2 separate regions of the Hordeum vulgare genome follow, and region 2 is linked to region 1. A link is a contact called in public Hi-C data. All regions are on one chromosome and are shown on one strand. Each heading gives the region's core, a stretch centred on a gene start, on an enhancer-like site or on the middle of the called end of the contact. The rest is flanking DNA. Distances are from core to core; before and after follow the strand shown. Region 1 holds the start of LOC123442069. Region 2 holds the start of LOC123442103 (DUF21 domain-containing protein At4g14240-like).

The links. A called contact is a pair of places that touch in the nucleus more often than the background predicts.
Region 2: a Hi-C map of seedling shows a contact between it and region 1, with 2.8 times the contacts expected there. The contact joins the promoter of LOC123442103 here to the promoter of LOC123442069 in region 1. A contact is called at or near these places in 2 of 6 Hi-C or Micro-C datasets (leaf and seedling).

What each region holds. Positions count from the first base shown.
Region 1 is chr1H:421,348,308-421,356,090 of MorexV3_pseudomolecules_assembly, forward strand. LOC123442069 reads left to right here and starts at 3,070. Exons shown (of 2, transcript XM_045118184.1): 1 at 3,070-3,366; 2 at 5,408-6,212. The coding sequence starts at 3,232. The coding sequence ends at 5,728. LOC123442058 (probable E3 ubiquitin-protein ligase LUL4) reads left to right here. Exons shown (of 4, transcript XM_045118176.1): 4 at 506-788.
Region 2 is chr1H:421,687,647-421,695,429 of MorexV3_pseudomolecules_assembly, forward strand. LOC123442103 (DUF21 domain-containing protein At4g14240-like) reads right to left here and starts at 4,268. Exons shown (of 13, transcript XM_045118207.1): 1 at 3,899-4,268; 2 at 2,840-2,916; 3 at 1,930-2,013; 4 at 1,738-1,851; 5 at 1-31. The coding sequence starts at 4,211.

The sequences.
Region 1 (7,783 bases), core at 1,820-4,319:
TTACATACGAACTTATAGGTCCAGCATTGCTGCATTTGCTGATACAAAGCTATGAATTTAGAGTCCTTTCCTGAGTGGGTACAACTGCATGAAAATTCTTTACTCAGTCGAAGTTTTTGCTCACCTTTTTGTGCATACAACATTGTTTCACTGCAAGGAAATACCTTTGTTTCCTTTAATTTGGTGGATCTGAACTCGAAACTGCATATTAGGAGTGGTGGATCTTTTACTGTGCCAGTTAGCAGGGCCAGAAGGGCAGCCAAAATGAATCTTGAGGAAGCAAATGCTCCCTCTGTAACTTTGTACGGTCCAAGTTGTAGCATCATTTTGCATTCCCTACCTATATTGGTACACCAAAGTTGTAGTCCAAGAAACCAAAAGTGTGTGGCTATGTCACAATCGTAGAGACATCAAGCGAATATGAAGCGTCTGAAAAGATTATATCCATTTAATTTTAGTTTTCTTTCTTATACAATGTGTAATGGTGTTTGTTTCTGCTTGACAGCTTGCTCCACATGTCGAGGATGTGTGAATAAAAGCTGAAGTGATGGTGTATGGGGCTTGATCAGCCCCCGAAGTTTCTTTTTGTTTCTGGTTAGCGGGCAGAGTCTTTGGAGAATGGCGAATATGAATTGTACAGTACAACTGTAAAGCCGTGGCCGATATTGGGCATACCCAAACATGTAAAAAGCGTCTAAGCTTGTGAATCCGTGTACATATTTGGTTGCTGCTAGTATTTGTGTGAGGCACAACCTGTTTTGAGAAGAAAGGACATGCACTTTTATTTATCCTGGAGATGCTCAGTTCGCTGATGGCGAGATTGATGACCGAGATCATTATGATGTATCCGCTGCCTGTGAATCCTGTGGTGGACTCAAGACCTGACGCATCGCCGTCTCTGACGATATTTCGCTCCGTTTCCTCCCACTGTGAGAATCGTAACCAACAGTGGAAAGAGGTTCAAGAGACTCGGAGAGAAACTAGAAATTTGCAGCGCCCATCGCCTTGTCGCAAAACCTTGGTGCCGACAAAAATACCTGGGAAACTCTACCGCTCTCCTAGGCATGGAATCAATCTGAAGGAAGTCTAGTCTGCCGACCGCTCATGCATGGGCGGCACCGTGCGCACCGTTACTGCAGGTAGGCAGCACCACATACAGATACAGTACAGTGCTGCTGCTACTTGCCGGATAGTGCCAGCCAGGTCGCAAGCCCGCGCACGTTGGCCCAAGCTGGTGGCTCGCCACTGACAGCCTGCACAACGTGCACAGCTGCCTCTACTTGTCGCCCGTCGGCACCCCGCGGCGGCGCTGCAACACGAGCCGCCAGCGCGCAAACATCCAATCCCAAGGCCGTGGCGCCGTGCGAGCCTACGTCGGCGGCGGTCACGGCAGCCACACAAGCGCACGCGCGCGGCATCACCAGTCGTTGGCTCGCCCCCCCCTCCCTCCCTCCCGTCCAAAAACGGCTCGCCGTACTCCCGTGGCCGTACGTACGCGCCCTCCCCCAAAACTGAAGAGGGAAGGGAGGTTAACGTAACGTGCACATGGAAACAGAATGCGTATAGCAGCAAGCGAGTGGCCTCGGGCGGCCGCGCCCATCCTGCCCAGTCTCAGCGACGTGGAGCGCCCGGGGCCTTTGATCGGCGCCGGTTGGGTGGTTCGTGCAGTCCAATCCGATCCGATCCAATCCCCCGGGGGTTTCGGATAGGAACCGAGGGGCAGCGGCCAACCCGGGAGCCCCCCTGTCCTGCCCCATGATGCGAACCACTGTTGCCGCACTGTAGGCCCCTGATATGGATCTCTCTCTCATCTCCCTCTCATCTCCTCCTATGATGATTACCACCACCAATCACCACCTCGGCCGCAGAAACAGCAGTACGTACGTACTATTGCAGGCCGGCACCAGCGCGCACCTAAATGCGATTTGGCGGCGTACTTAGTACTTAAATGCCTTGTTTAGTGAGAGAGAGAGAGAGGGGGAAGGGAGGGTGTGCGACATGGCCAGCCTTTCGGGAATCGTGGTGTGTTTGGATCAGCCCGGCTCATCAAATCACGGTACAGCCTGCTGATGCAGATGCGGATGCGGATGCGGTCATTCATTCATTCGTCCGCACTTCGCAGGTGCACATAAAGGAAAGGAAAGGAAAGGAAAGGAAAGTGGGTGGGTCCCGGCGTCCGGGGACGGGCTGACAGGCTGAAGAGGACGGGCGGCACCACCCCCACCCTGGCGGCCATGTGGGCAGGCAAAGCCAGCGGACGATGCGGTGCGGCGGTGCACGGCGTCGTGATGAGGAACTCGACCGCGGATTTCGCGATGTGGCCTCGGTGGCCAGCCCGGCGCCGGAGCCTCCTCATCCTCTCCTCCATTCCCATTCCCATTCCCATTTCCATCCGGTCCAGTCCAGTCCAGGAGCAGCAGACGGATGGATAGATAGATAACGCCGCGTTTACTATAATTAATAATAATAACCCGTCACTTTCTCTCACGCCCGTAGGCTCGCAGGAGCCCTGGCGTGGTCGCCGGATCCGGACTCGACTTCCTGGATTCCGACGATCCAATCCGATAGAAAACACTGTGCGGACGGATTCGGCGTTTCGTTGGACAACGAACGGAATGAAGGCGCGATCGATGGACAGAACGGAACGGCTCGAGCTCGCTGAGCGCCGTCCATCCAACCCACCCAACCCAACCATCCATCGTCCCTGTCTGCCTGACCAGAAACAGAAACGGAAACGGATAGGGGGGAGGATCGAGTAGCTCATCGTCACCGTGATAGCCTCGCTCGCACTCCCAGCTACCCTCCATCCCTCCGCAATTCCTGCCCGGAGCAGACCCGGCTTTTCCTTTTTCCCTTTCGGGTTGTACTAGTAGTGAAACAAAGAGGGCTCCACTTGCTGACGTGCGGGCCCGCCCTGTGCCTCCGGCGATGATGTGGGGGCGCACCTCACCGCAGAGACCAGATTGTATGTGCGGCAGGCGCCCGCACATTCGTGGGACCCACGACCTTTCCAACCAGGGATTGGCCAACTGCTCCACCGGCCCCACCCCACCCCCCTGCCCTCAAAAATCTTATTAAAGCGCCCCCCCGCGGCCGAGCTCGGCGGCACAACGATCCCTCTGTTTTCCCTGCTACTGCTGTCTGCTGCTCCGTCCGTCCTTGCCTGTTAAGCAACCGCTCCAGCTCCGGCGAGCAAGGTCGGCACGCGACAGCTCCAAGAGGAGGAGGAAGATGGAGGTGGAGATGCAGCTGGACGACGACGTCTTCTTCGCGGAGCTCAGCAAGCGGATTTCGCTCCTCATCACCGACGACGACGAGGCCGACTTCGGCTCCGCGCAGTTCCCCGCCGCCGTCCACCTCCCACCGGTGAGCCGCCGCCGCCGCCCTTCCCCATCTCCTTTACTTCCTGCTTTCATAGCCTACTGCTCTGCCTTGCCATTTCTCCATCTACATGCATGCCGTGTGTGAGCTCGCTCGCTCGCTCGATCGATCGAACCATCCATCGTTTTTAGTTAGCTGTGCTTCTGTTAGGTTCTTGCAGCTGGCTCTCCTCGATTGGTAGTTAGTTGGTGGTGGTGGTGGTGGTGGTGGTACTGCTAACTTGGTAGTACGTACTCCTACCTGGTAGTTGCGGCTAGCACGACCACATGACATGACATGGTTGCGCCCGCGCACGACCAAATCAAATCACACCAAACCATGCTTTCCTGTTGCCCTCCCCTCCCCTGATTACAAGTAAGTGAAGAAGACAAGGCGACTTATGCATGTTCGTCCCTCGTTCTTCGTGGTCTCCATGCCAAGAGTTCTTCACTTGGTATAAGCAACAGCCTTGTCTCACTGTTACTCCATTTTTCATGACAAGTAGTAGTAATTCCGGAAGAAGGGAGCAGTAATTAGCAGCATCCTAATTAAAGTCAGCCATGTGCGCAGGCCTCTTCTTACACCGCCCGCCGCGAGTTAAGTGGTGAGTTAAAAACTGATTGATTGAGATGGTCGCGGCGTGGATCCAGGGAGGGATCGAGTGGCTACCTGTCGCTTGCCCAGTTGCATGAGCGTACGCGCAGAATTTCCCTTTTGTTTACGCGCAGAATTTTTTGATGGATAAGCACCAGCCAGCCAGCCAGCCAGCCAGGAGTTACATGTACGTACCTTTCGTGCGCACGTCAGTCGGTGAGAGGAGAGGATACAAGCACCTTTTCTGTGAAATTGACCATTTTTTCCCAAGTTGCCATTGCCAAATCCTGCTCCGCGGTGGGGCCTTCTGCCACGGCGGACTAAGCCTTTTTTTAGGCCTAATATCATAAAGAACCTGCTTTGCTTGGATTGGATCGCATTTAATTCCGCCGAAATTCTGAAAGAGTCGTATGAGCAGCGCTGTCCTCTAAGTGTCAAGTGAGCTTGGCATCAGCGGCAGTGCTTTTCCCGGTGAGAGCAGAAATGGGACAAGTAGAGACCAACTCGTCTGCTCTACTAACTAACCCGGATGCTTAGCTAGGGCTAAGGAAAGGGTCAGCCCCTGATGTGCTGTGCACTTAACAGTTAGTGATATTTTCATTCGTGTTGAGAGCCACAGAGAGAGAAAGAAACATATGTCCCTCTCATTAGCCATTCCTGAAGTAGAAGCTTGCAAGGTACGCCCTCCCAACGGAGCCCCACGTACACATGGCTGTAGACGATCCGCGTCCTCGCCACCTGCGCATGTCCCTCTCTCGCGCTTGGCGCCAACATGCGGTGCGTAGTTGCTACGTAATTTACCGCTCCAAAGATTACTGTACTCTAGTACTACTTTTAACCTCCACTGGTTAGTTAATCGGTTTATTAGTTACCGTCGCACGTACGTAGATGGTGCTAATTAGTAGTAGCGCAGTCATTGCTCACCCTGCGTGCATGATTGACGAAGAATCAGTTGTTTTTAACTATAGGAAAAAAGATAGGAGTGGCGTCGATCGTCCGGACACTTATCATCTTGCATACGACCAAGTGATCGATCGATGTTGCTTGGACTTTTGCTTAGCCTCGAATCTATCTGTGTTGCTTGCACACAAACCGCTCATCACGCGACTCGTACTGCATGTTTGCTGTTTCCTCTCCTTTCCTTTATTTTCTATATCATGTGTTCCTTTATTTATCTTGGTACTACTATGTGACAAGATCGAGTAGCGTTGCATGCACGCAAGTCGGCATGAGTTATTTGTACCAACAGAGCTAGTTGCTGCCTCCTACTCCTATGGGCCACCGGATTTTTCTTAGTAGTAATCTTGTTTTAATAAGTGTGTATAAGTTAGTAATAAAGCTTGAGCATACTACATGCATGCACGATGGCATGATCCCATCGCATCACATCATGTGCACTCGACAGCCCGCCTCGACACTAACAGCTAGCGATTTTTGATTCGGAATCGTCCAGGGTTTCTCCATGTCGTCTATGGCGCCCCATGTGCCGTCGATGTTGGCGCCACCGGCCTACACGTTGTTCCACCACGCCGCCAGCTACGGCGCCAACAACAGCGCCGGCGACGCCGGGAGAACGTGGCAGCAACAACAGCCTCAGCAGCAGCAGTGCGGCAGCAAGGGCACCGGTGTCTTCATCCCCCGGTCCACGCCCGGCTCCGCGCACCCCAAGAGGAAGGGCAGGAACTGGAGCGGCTCCAAGGCCGCCGTGCACAAGGCCAAGGCGCAGGCGCAGGCGCAGGCCGACGCGCCCGTCAAGAGAAAGAACCTGCTCTAAAAATGCACTCCAAAAACAAGAAAAAAATGGCCGACTAATTAAGTACGTAGCTCCAGATGCAGTGCTGAGTTCTCAAATGGGGATTGGATTAATTAAATTAATATGCTTAATTGTGTATTACTACTACTACTACTGTTATACTACTACTATGGTACAGTAAATAAGCCATTGATGCTCCCAGGGTTAGTTAAATGTGTAATGGGAGCCCTGGGGATGCATGCAGGGGAGGGCACACCACACCAATAATAAGCTGGAGGGGTGAGTAGTATTTTAGGGTACTGCCTGCCTGCCTCCTCCCCCCCACAGTGGAATTGTATGTATAGTAAAGCTGGCGTGCATGTGGTGGTGCCGTGGTTCCCTTGGCTGATTTTTTGTAATCTCTATACTACTATATTCTTTTCTTCTTCTGCATAAGATTAATGTAAGTGCCGCTAGTGCTACTGCTCCCCTTGTTAAAGAATGAAACGAGTAATGATTGATGTCTTGTGCTGGGCTAGCTCATGCGTGCGTTCCATTTTCTTCTCTCCGTCGGATCCCGTTCCCGTCCGTAGAATGGAATCTCGGGCAGGCCTTGGAACATGTACTACGGAGTACTGTACTGTATATTAGGTAGATCTGGAATCTGCTGCGGCGCCGCCCCTCCGTGGAACATGGGGATCGGGGAGATTGCGTTTGGGAGTTCGTGTGGGTGTGGCGCGCCTCCGCCTCAAGATCTTGTCTAGAAAGATATTTCCCCGATCGGAGTAGCTACCTCCAGCACGAAACCGACGGGGTTTCGGCTGGATGGTTTGGGCGATGGTCAACTGGTGTGGGGGAGGCATGTACAGTCTGGTTATGTGCACGCACACGCAGGGACGGGGTGTTGACTGTCGAGGCGCACGGTGACGGCGGTGCAGCAGTGTGGCCGGCAGGCCGAATCCCCGGGGTGGTGGGCGACGTCTCCTAGAGTGCACCGCGACACTGAACGGGGCTGACAGCAACATTTGTACAGAGGCGTAATGGCTGTCGTTTTAATCTTTTTCGAAAATGGACACTCTATTATTTTAAAAAATTAAGTATTACACTCGGCCTCTTTACAATTAAGATGCATACAGCCAACCAATGTTATTTCTCACTAATAAAAATAAAAAGACGAAATACGGAAAAACATATAGAGTTCGTGTAACACCTAAAGCGAAGAAAAACCAATCCTAAGATTGTGAGGATCTAGCTATTCAGTTGCCCAGCTTGCGAATTCATGACGAATCGGAGTAGGGTTTGCATTTAGGATAGAAGAATTCCTCACACCCACCCACACCTCTATCCACTTACACACGACAAGTCCCGACCGTAGCCGTTCAAATCCTAGCCAAATCCTCTCGCGACTGTACCTACGACTATTTAATAGTGCACCCGCTTCAGCGGGCCTGCAAGCCATTGATGAAGATTCTTGGGCTGCATAGACTTGGGCCTCGGTCGTGCTCCCACTTCTTCATCACTTACGTCGACAACGACTTGATCTGCAACACTCCATCGCCCGATCTCCTCTGTAGTATTCGCATCGGTGACGCTCACATCCCCCTTTCGATAAGAAATGGCTTGACCCCAAGCCGTTGCACGAAGAAACTTTTGCCGAAGTGACTCCAAATCATCCCTGGTTGCTTCTTCTGGAGTTGAACCACTCCACTGGATTAAATCTTGTGCAATAGTGCGCTTGCCTTGCTAGTGCACCCGGTGTTGTAGAACGTGCAAGGGTACTTGGAGATATGCATAGGACGATGGTAATTCACCGTGAACATGGCAATTGGGTAACACTACCTTCTTGAGGTGAGATACATGAAAAACAGAGTGAACTCTGCTATCAGATGGCAGCTCCACCTTGTAAGAAACATCACCAATTTTGCCAATGATCTTATAAGGACCAAAGAACTTGAATGCGAGCTTATGATTTGCTCGGTGCACCACTGAAGATTGCACATAAGGTTGTAGTTTCACGAACACTTGTTCACCCACTTCAAAGGATCTCTCAATTCCGTTTTATCTGCCACTTGTTTCATTCTCTACTGAGCTCTCAGT
Region 2 (7,783 bases), core at 3,018-5,517, 340 kb after region 1:
ATTCATTATGCCCAAGAGCGCAGTCTAGGAGCTGGGACAACATCAAAATTTCAAATACTTCAATAACCCCTTTAAAAATCAGATCAACTACAACTTAAACACATAACAAACAAAATAAACAAAATTCACATACTATTTTCCAGTTCAAACATTTGCATACCTATTCTAGGTTTGTAATCAAATTAGTTTTTACTAAAAGCTAGTCCCTCCGTTCACAAATATAAGATGTTTTGGATATCAATATGGAATACGTACGGACTGAAATGAGTGAACAAACACACTAAAGCATGTCTATATACATCCGATTCAGAAAAAAAGTTAGAAGATCTTATATTTGTGAACAGAGGGAGTAAGAAAATATGGATCTGCAATCAAACTCCCATGATCCCTTTAACATGTCAAAACTTGCATCAAAATTCTGAACTGAATTGTAGTATAAGACATTAAATGTTCACAGGAACTTTACACGATACATTAAGTAATAGTGCATTGCTCATGTGAATAGAAGCTTCAATACAGCTACAACAAAGGACATTGATTAACCTACTCTTAAGCTGATATGATGTGTCAAATATAAATCCTCAAGGGAATAAGGGTCAAGTCTGTGAGGGTGTTGGGAGTCTATAGCAATAATTTTGTGTTGTACCATAGGAGTGCCAGAACCCTCACTTCCTTTACTAATACTGCTTGATTACAATCGGATTTGGACTCTAATCTGAACCCAACTTGGACTCCGGTTAGACCCTTTTACTGACTCACAGACATATCACCTGCTACTCCCTCCGTAAACAAATATAAGACGTTTTAGATCACTAAAGTAGTGGTGTAAAAAGTCTGACATTTATTTTCGGAGGGAGTACCATTTTCTTAAGCTGTGCTTTGCAAGACAGGCTTATCAGGTAAAAATGGCAGCCAATAAAAAAAACGCACATCCACACTGTAGCAGGGGTAAGACTAGGTTCCTATAATCCCTCCCCAGACCCCACCTTGTGTGGGAGGTTCTATGCACTGGGTCTGTCCTTTTTATAAGTGAATTCGAATGTGGTCGGCTTAGATGTTACCAGAGTTATTTCATTGATGATTTCATCTTAAGTGTTAACACACGCAGAAAATTGTTGATTGTTCCGGAAAAATTAAGTCACTGATGAAGAACCGATATCAATTTTTGATTTTAAAAAAGAAGAACTAAGATTATTGAACCAATCCCAAGAACACATGTGGACTTCATAATCTAGACAAATATCTGGAAAATCGTAAATAAACGCACCCTTTTGAAACCATCCATTGCAATGTACTTAGTACAGAACCAAAACTAAGTTTAAATTTCAATGCTTTTAGTACTAGTTTTTGTAGCCAGATGGGACTCCAATTATGAACTATATTTACAATTTCTAGTAGCCGTTCTTCCATTCTCTGAGACATCTAGCAGCACTGCTTTCAACATATGACAGGGAATAATTACTAAAATTAATTATTGCGAGGCTACTAAATATTTGTGAAGAAAAGCATACGAACATACAATAGCTACAAGGGCTAAAGCAAAAAAACAAGAAATGACTTGAACATTAACTACCAGAATCTCCAATTAGGATAGTGTAAACAAAATACCACTTTGTATCAATTCTGGGACCAAATCGAGCATAAGCCTATAATCTAACTCATGGGATTTCAAAACCATAGATTCTATGCAACTAATTCAGGGCACCAAACTTGAAAAGGCCATATAGACTTATTTACCTTCCCAATAGGGTAAGCAATAGGATAGCACATGACCATGAGGATACGTACAAGCCATACAAAGTTAGCACCCACCGCCAACCCATACCTAGTACAGATTGCTTGTGGTATAACCTGGTGCCAAAATAGTGAATCAATCAGACCATACTTGGCATTGTAGAGGAAATACTAATAATGTTTGGAATGCAGTACCTCTCCAAAAGCAAGAACAAATGTCACTGACAAGACGACAGCGACAACAGGATGAAAAATCCTGTCAAGGAATATAGGAAGAGCCTGCAAAGGCCACAGGCACAAATGGAAAAATTACTAGCTAAAACAAAGCGTCATGCAAAAGGTACCAGAGAATGCATTCTCTATTTACAATGGCTGTATGATTATGAAATAAAGCGGATGGTGGGAACAAGTAATGCACATGCATGTCAACTATACTGGGAGAAAGAACTACACAATAAGGTTTGCAAATGTAAATTGATGAGTGCAGAAGATCCTTCGTGCATATCTGGAAAAACAATATAACCAGTACAAGGATGCCTATGACAATATATTATGACTTGTGAGTTATGAAGCCAGTTAGCAGTCAGCACTCCAGTATATTGTACTTACTGCATGTTTTATCTCATAACATGCACTTCCAATTTGCAAAACCAATCCTCTTTCACGTAAAATGAAATAGACAGTTGCACATCAATTCTAACGTAAATGAAAAAGACGATAGCACTGTCCACTTCGTGAGTACATCTACAAAGGATGCAATAAGCATGACAGTCAATCTCACCAAAACTTATCCATGGCATTAAATAGAACTAAAACCGCTTTTGCATTTTAATAGTAAAACTAAACTAAAATGATGTGTGGATTCTGATGAGCACCCAAGTTGCGGATTGGAATCACTGGGCATCAGTAGCGTAAATATTATTACACCTTGGTCTTTGAACTCATTTGTCTGGAGTAGACCATATCTTAGCATGTTTACCAATATATGATCATCAGCATTGTAGTTAGAAACTTGAAAGATAGACAATATTATGTTTGCACAAATGTACTGATGGAAGTGCAATATAGTGCGATAAATCATAAAAAATGCAACAAAACTTTGTACCTCCATGGCAACAGCATTACACAGTAGCAGGGTGACAAGAAGCTGGTGCTGCTTTTGAACAACTGGAAGGATAGTAGCTGCAGCAAACAAAACACGCAAGTAACTAAAATATGAACAACAACAAAACAATCAATTGAATATTGAATTACAGATTTTCAAAAGAGGAAAAGTAATAGCAGCATCAGTGTAGAGGCACACATTAAATAAGACATGCTAAAAGAGGTGACACTTAACAGTAACACTTGATAAGCAGTATCTCACTCCTTTGTTGATTCAATTGAAAATTCCTACCACCTACAGATCTGAGGTTTCGTAATGTCTCATGACAGATTATAACAATTTACAGCTTCTCAGAAGGATAAACAAAAACACCAAAAGTTACGGCATATATTACGTGCTGAAAAGCCATAGTTATGTGATACCTGCAATCCTGCATACACAAATGTAGGGGATCAAAGAAGCACTAGAGTGGACATCTTTACAATATCTACTACTCCCTCAGTCCCGAATTGGTTGTCTTAGATTTGTCTAGACTAGATACCGATGTATCTAGAACTAATTTGGGACAGGGGTACATGATACTTCCAATTCCCAGTCGACTAAAGTATCCTCTGATCATTTCATATCTTCCCACGTAAGAGGTGGGTCTTACAAAAAGCCAAATCCCCCACACCCCTTTTTCCCATTTCCCCAATTCCTTGCTTCCTTTTTGTTTGTTCTACTTCCCTACCACAACACTTTTAGAAACATGTCGGCATTAGTAACGTAATTTTTACTGTCAGAACAGAAAATTTTACTGCTAGATGATTTAGCACATGGACATAGTCGTAACCTTTAAATTCTTCCGATTAGTAACAAAAACGACAGCATTAACTCTAATTTTTAGCCATTCAGTAACGATAGTCGCAATCCCCCAAATGTAACATAGTACGATTCCTCTTAAACATCACTCCTCAAACGGCAAACAGATCGAGCACAACGAGGGGAGGATGAAATTGCAAAAAAAAAAAGAAAAAAAAAAGAGGGGGTGACGCGAAAAGTTAGGGGTTCGGATCGGACCAGCCTGCGCCTTCTCGGAGTCGGTGCCGCTGCGCTGGAGGATCTCGAGCTCGACGAGGCCGAGCGACATGAGCCCGAGGGTGAGCCCCGACATGATCCCGGCGAAGAGCACCAGGAAGCAGGAGATGCCGGCGTACGCCCACCACCCGACCGACCCGAATGGCGTGTCATTCCCCTTGAGGATCGCCGCCGCCACGCTCACCCCCGCCGCCGCCGCGGCGCTCGACGCCGGACGCGCCGTCGCCGCGACGGCCCGCACCGCCGCCGCCAGGCTCGCCCCTCTCGCCCTCCCCGCTCCGGCCACCGCCGCCATCGCGCCTCCGCCGCTCCGATGTGCCAGAGCCAAAGCCCCACAGCCTGACAAGCGCTGGCACCGTATAAGGATGTGGGCGAGAGGAAGGCGACAAGATCACTAGGACTCCAGGAGCGGGGCGAGGCGAGGCGCAGGGGCCGTTGGATGCGCCGCGAGGCGTGGATGTGGCCGTCGATCGGACGGCTGACGAAAGGACCGCGGGGCCACCTGTCCCCGCTGCGGCCGAGCGGTGCACGTCTTCGGCGTTTTGGACCGTGGACTGGAAGAATTGGCGGTGGCTGTGTACGTGGCGGTACTAGATCGAGCATTTGTGCTCGCAAGGCATAACGGTATGAGAAAGAGGGCTTCACGATGACCAAATTTGATGTGATTGTGATTGCGATATTCGCATCCATACGCCGATTCAATTGGTGGGATATTCTACCATGAAGAAAACATTGTCAAACTTTGGAAGGTACATATATAATCCTCACGGCATCTCCGGCGTAGACCCTCAAACCTTTATTAAGGGTCCGGACCGGGCAGCCCGGACCGCGAAAGTTATCAAAAACGATCCTGTATTGATCCGTAAAGCGGTTTGGACATGATTTTTCTGTAAATCAAAGACAAATGTGCGGAGGTTTGCGAGATTCCGAACTGCCACTTCGCTCGATTTTGACCATTCTGGTCCATCAAAAATATCTCCTCCCTCTCGCGTGAAACGGCCAGCATCGCTTCAGAGCGTCAGTGCCCGCATTCATATCCGACGAGAGCGTACGTGACCTCTCACTAGCGTCGGCATTGAAGCGGTGCGTTGGTCAAGACAGCGTTGCCTGCATCGCTTCCCGGTGCAGGCGACTGCTGCGCATTCAAATGACACGACGGCCGCTCGTCCGTCCATCTCCCGTCCACATTGATGGCACGCGGTTGCCGAGGCATCTCCTTCGATGCCACCCGTCCGTCCGTCTGCCGCCTGCAATTGCTATATAAACCGCTCCCCGGTCATAGCCGCAGTCATGAGTCTCCGATCCCTCTCTGCACACTGATCTCACAATGGATTCCTCTCCATCAAAGCTCTCTCGAACGGGATGACGTCGGAGCAGAAGAAGGAGACGGACGGCATTGATGCCCGTTGGCGGGCCAGCAGGCAATCGAAGGATGTCGATACCCCCAATGGAGGACGCGATCGACGATGACCCGACGCTATCCTCCTCTTCCTCCTCCATCGTGCCTCCCTCGTCAGTGCACTGCACCATGACCATCGGCGAGGCTCGTGTCATTTACATGGACATGGTGCGGAAGGAGAGGTTCCGGAAGGCGCAGGTCGACGCCGCCTACAACCACCACCTCCTCCAAAAGCACATGTAGACAGAGGAATAGCTCGGTGTCGGTAGGGCAGTCGTGCTCGATGCGGACTTGGCAGAGGAGGAGGCGCTCCTAGAGTCCTACAGCTTTGCTCGAGTGATTCGCCTCACCCGCTGGCGGTACCGACAGCAGGTGGCGGAGGTAGCAGCCACGGCCAAGGACGACGAGGAGGAGCAGGGTGTATCGTGTTTCGGTGAGACCTACGACGAGGAGGAGGACAACACCGAGTCCGCACCCAACGATGGCAGCGAGGAAGAGTAGTGCACGGGAAGTTGCCTTCGCTATGGTCCCAAGAAGGGCACAACTCCTCCCCTACTGTCGATGCCAAGCTTGGTGGGCTGAACAACATGGACGATTAATTGTTTGGCAGCGATGTGGAGGTGGACATGTGCGCTTGTCGGGTCTCTGGAGGAGGAGGTTACAGAGGCAGAGCTGGAGAGCACTCAGGCGGCATAAAAAAGGTCTTTGCGCAATAGCAATAAAGGTTGGGATACGTTTATCTCTTCTGAGCAACCTCTTTTCGGTTCTAAGACTATCCTTGTAGTAGGATACATATGCTTTGGGTTCTTTGTTATGTTGATCGGGAACGAGAGACAAGGGTCCTAAACCTTAAAAATCCTAAATGCTAACCCTAAACCTTTACCCAGGTTCGGTCACTCCAATGGAGGTAAAAGCATACGCCATACGTTTGGTGTTATTGATGATGAACTCGATTACAAGGGTTCAGAATCGCTAGCCCAGCTCTTGAAGATTCCTCACTTGTCATTTTCACCTCACGGCTCCCCTTTCTATATAGGTTGAGGTCTTGAGATTACAACAGAGTCCGGGTCGTATTGCGGCTCGTGACCTAGTCCAACTCCTACTCATCTTGTCATCTACGTAGGGAAAGCTTCTTACGTCTTCTACAATGAGACGACCCGCCAGGTGATCTTCGATAACCCGGCCTTCAGGATGAGCCGCCCCCCGGGCCTCATGCCTCATATGAATCTTGTTCTTGGGCCAAACTTGAAAGGCCGGGTCATCCCCTAGGCGGGTACGCCATGGGGTATATCCCCAATAGACTGCACAAACAAATCACTAGTGTCCAAATTCGACAGTCACTGCACAAGCAAATTAAGAAGGACATGGAGAGAAAAGAGAAAGGAGAAGATGTACCATGTGCATGGTCATCTAAACCCTTAATGAAGTGCTAGCACACATACGTGAAGAGCCAAGAAAATGTGACCAACCGAAGTCTTATCCGATGGATTAGGTAGGAATTGACACCAAGATCAGTACTTGCGAAACATCACATAATCATACAATATCAATGAGGAGAAAACCATCCAAAGAGAAAATAAAGAAGGGGAAGATAAGGAAAGTGGACAGCTAAAATTCAAGGAACAAATGCTCAACAACCAACCAAAATACCCAAACAAAAATCCAAAGATGTAGCAGAGGCAAGAAGTAGCCAAAAGAGAAATATGAGATGCAAATTAGACAAAATCTGAGAAAAAATGGTGTGATCGGATCCACAGGTGTAGGCACTCACCTCAATTAAAGCCACATTTGTAAATCTTGAAGTCTCACAAACCTATTGAAACCATGGATTGGCAGTGGGGGCGTATGGGGAGGCTAATCAAACCGAGAGGAGGAGCTGATGGGAGTTAAGATAATGCGAAAGTCCGAACATAGCTAGGACTGGAGGCGCAACACCATGCAACCACCTAAAAACCATCAAATCTTATAAAGAACACATCTTTTTGGAAATATGTCCTAGAGGCAATAATAAAATAGTTATTATTATATTTCGTGTTTCAAGATAATCGTTTATTATCCATCCTATAATTGTATTGAATGGAAACACAAATACATGTGTGGATATATAGACAAAACAATGTCCCTAGTGAACCTCTAGTTGACTAGCTCGTTGATCAAAGATGGTTAAGGTTTCCTAGCCATAGACAAGTGTTGTCACTTGATAACGGGATCACATCATTAGAAGAATGATGTGATGGACAAGACCCAAACTATAAACGTAGCATATGATCATGTTATTTGGTTGCTATTGTTTTCTGCATGTCAAGTATACATTCCTATGACCATGAGATCATGTAACTCACTAACAGCAAAGGAATGCCTTGTGTGTATCAAACGTTGCAACGTTACTGGGTGACTATGAAGGTGTTCTATACGTATCTCCGAAGGTGTCCGTTGAGTTAGCATGGATCAATACTAGGATTTGTCAC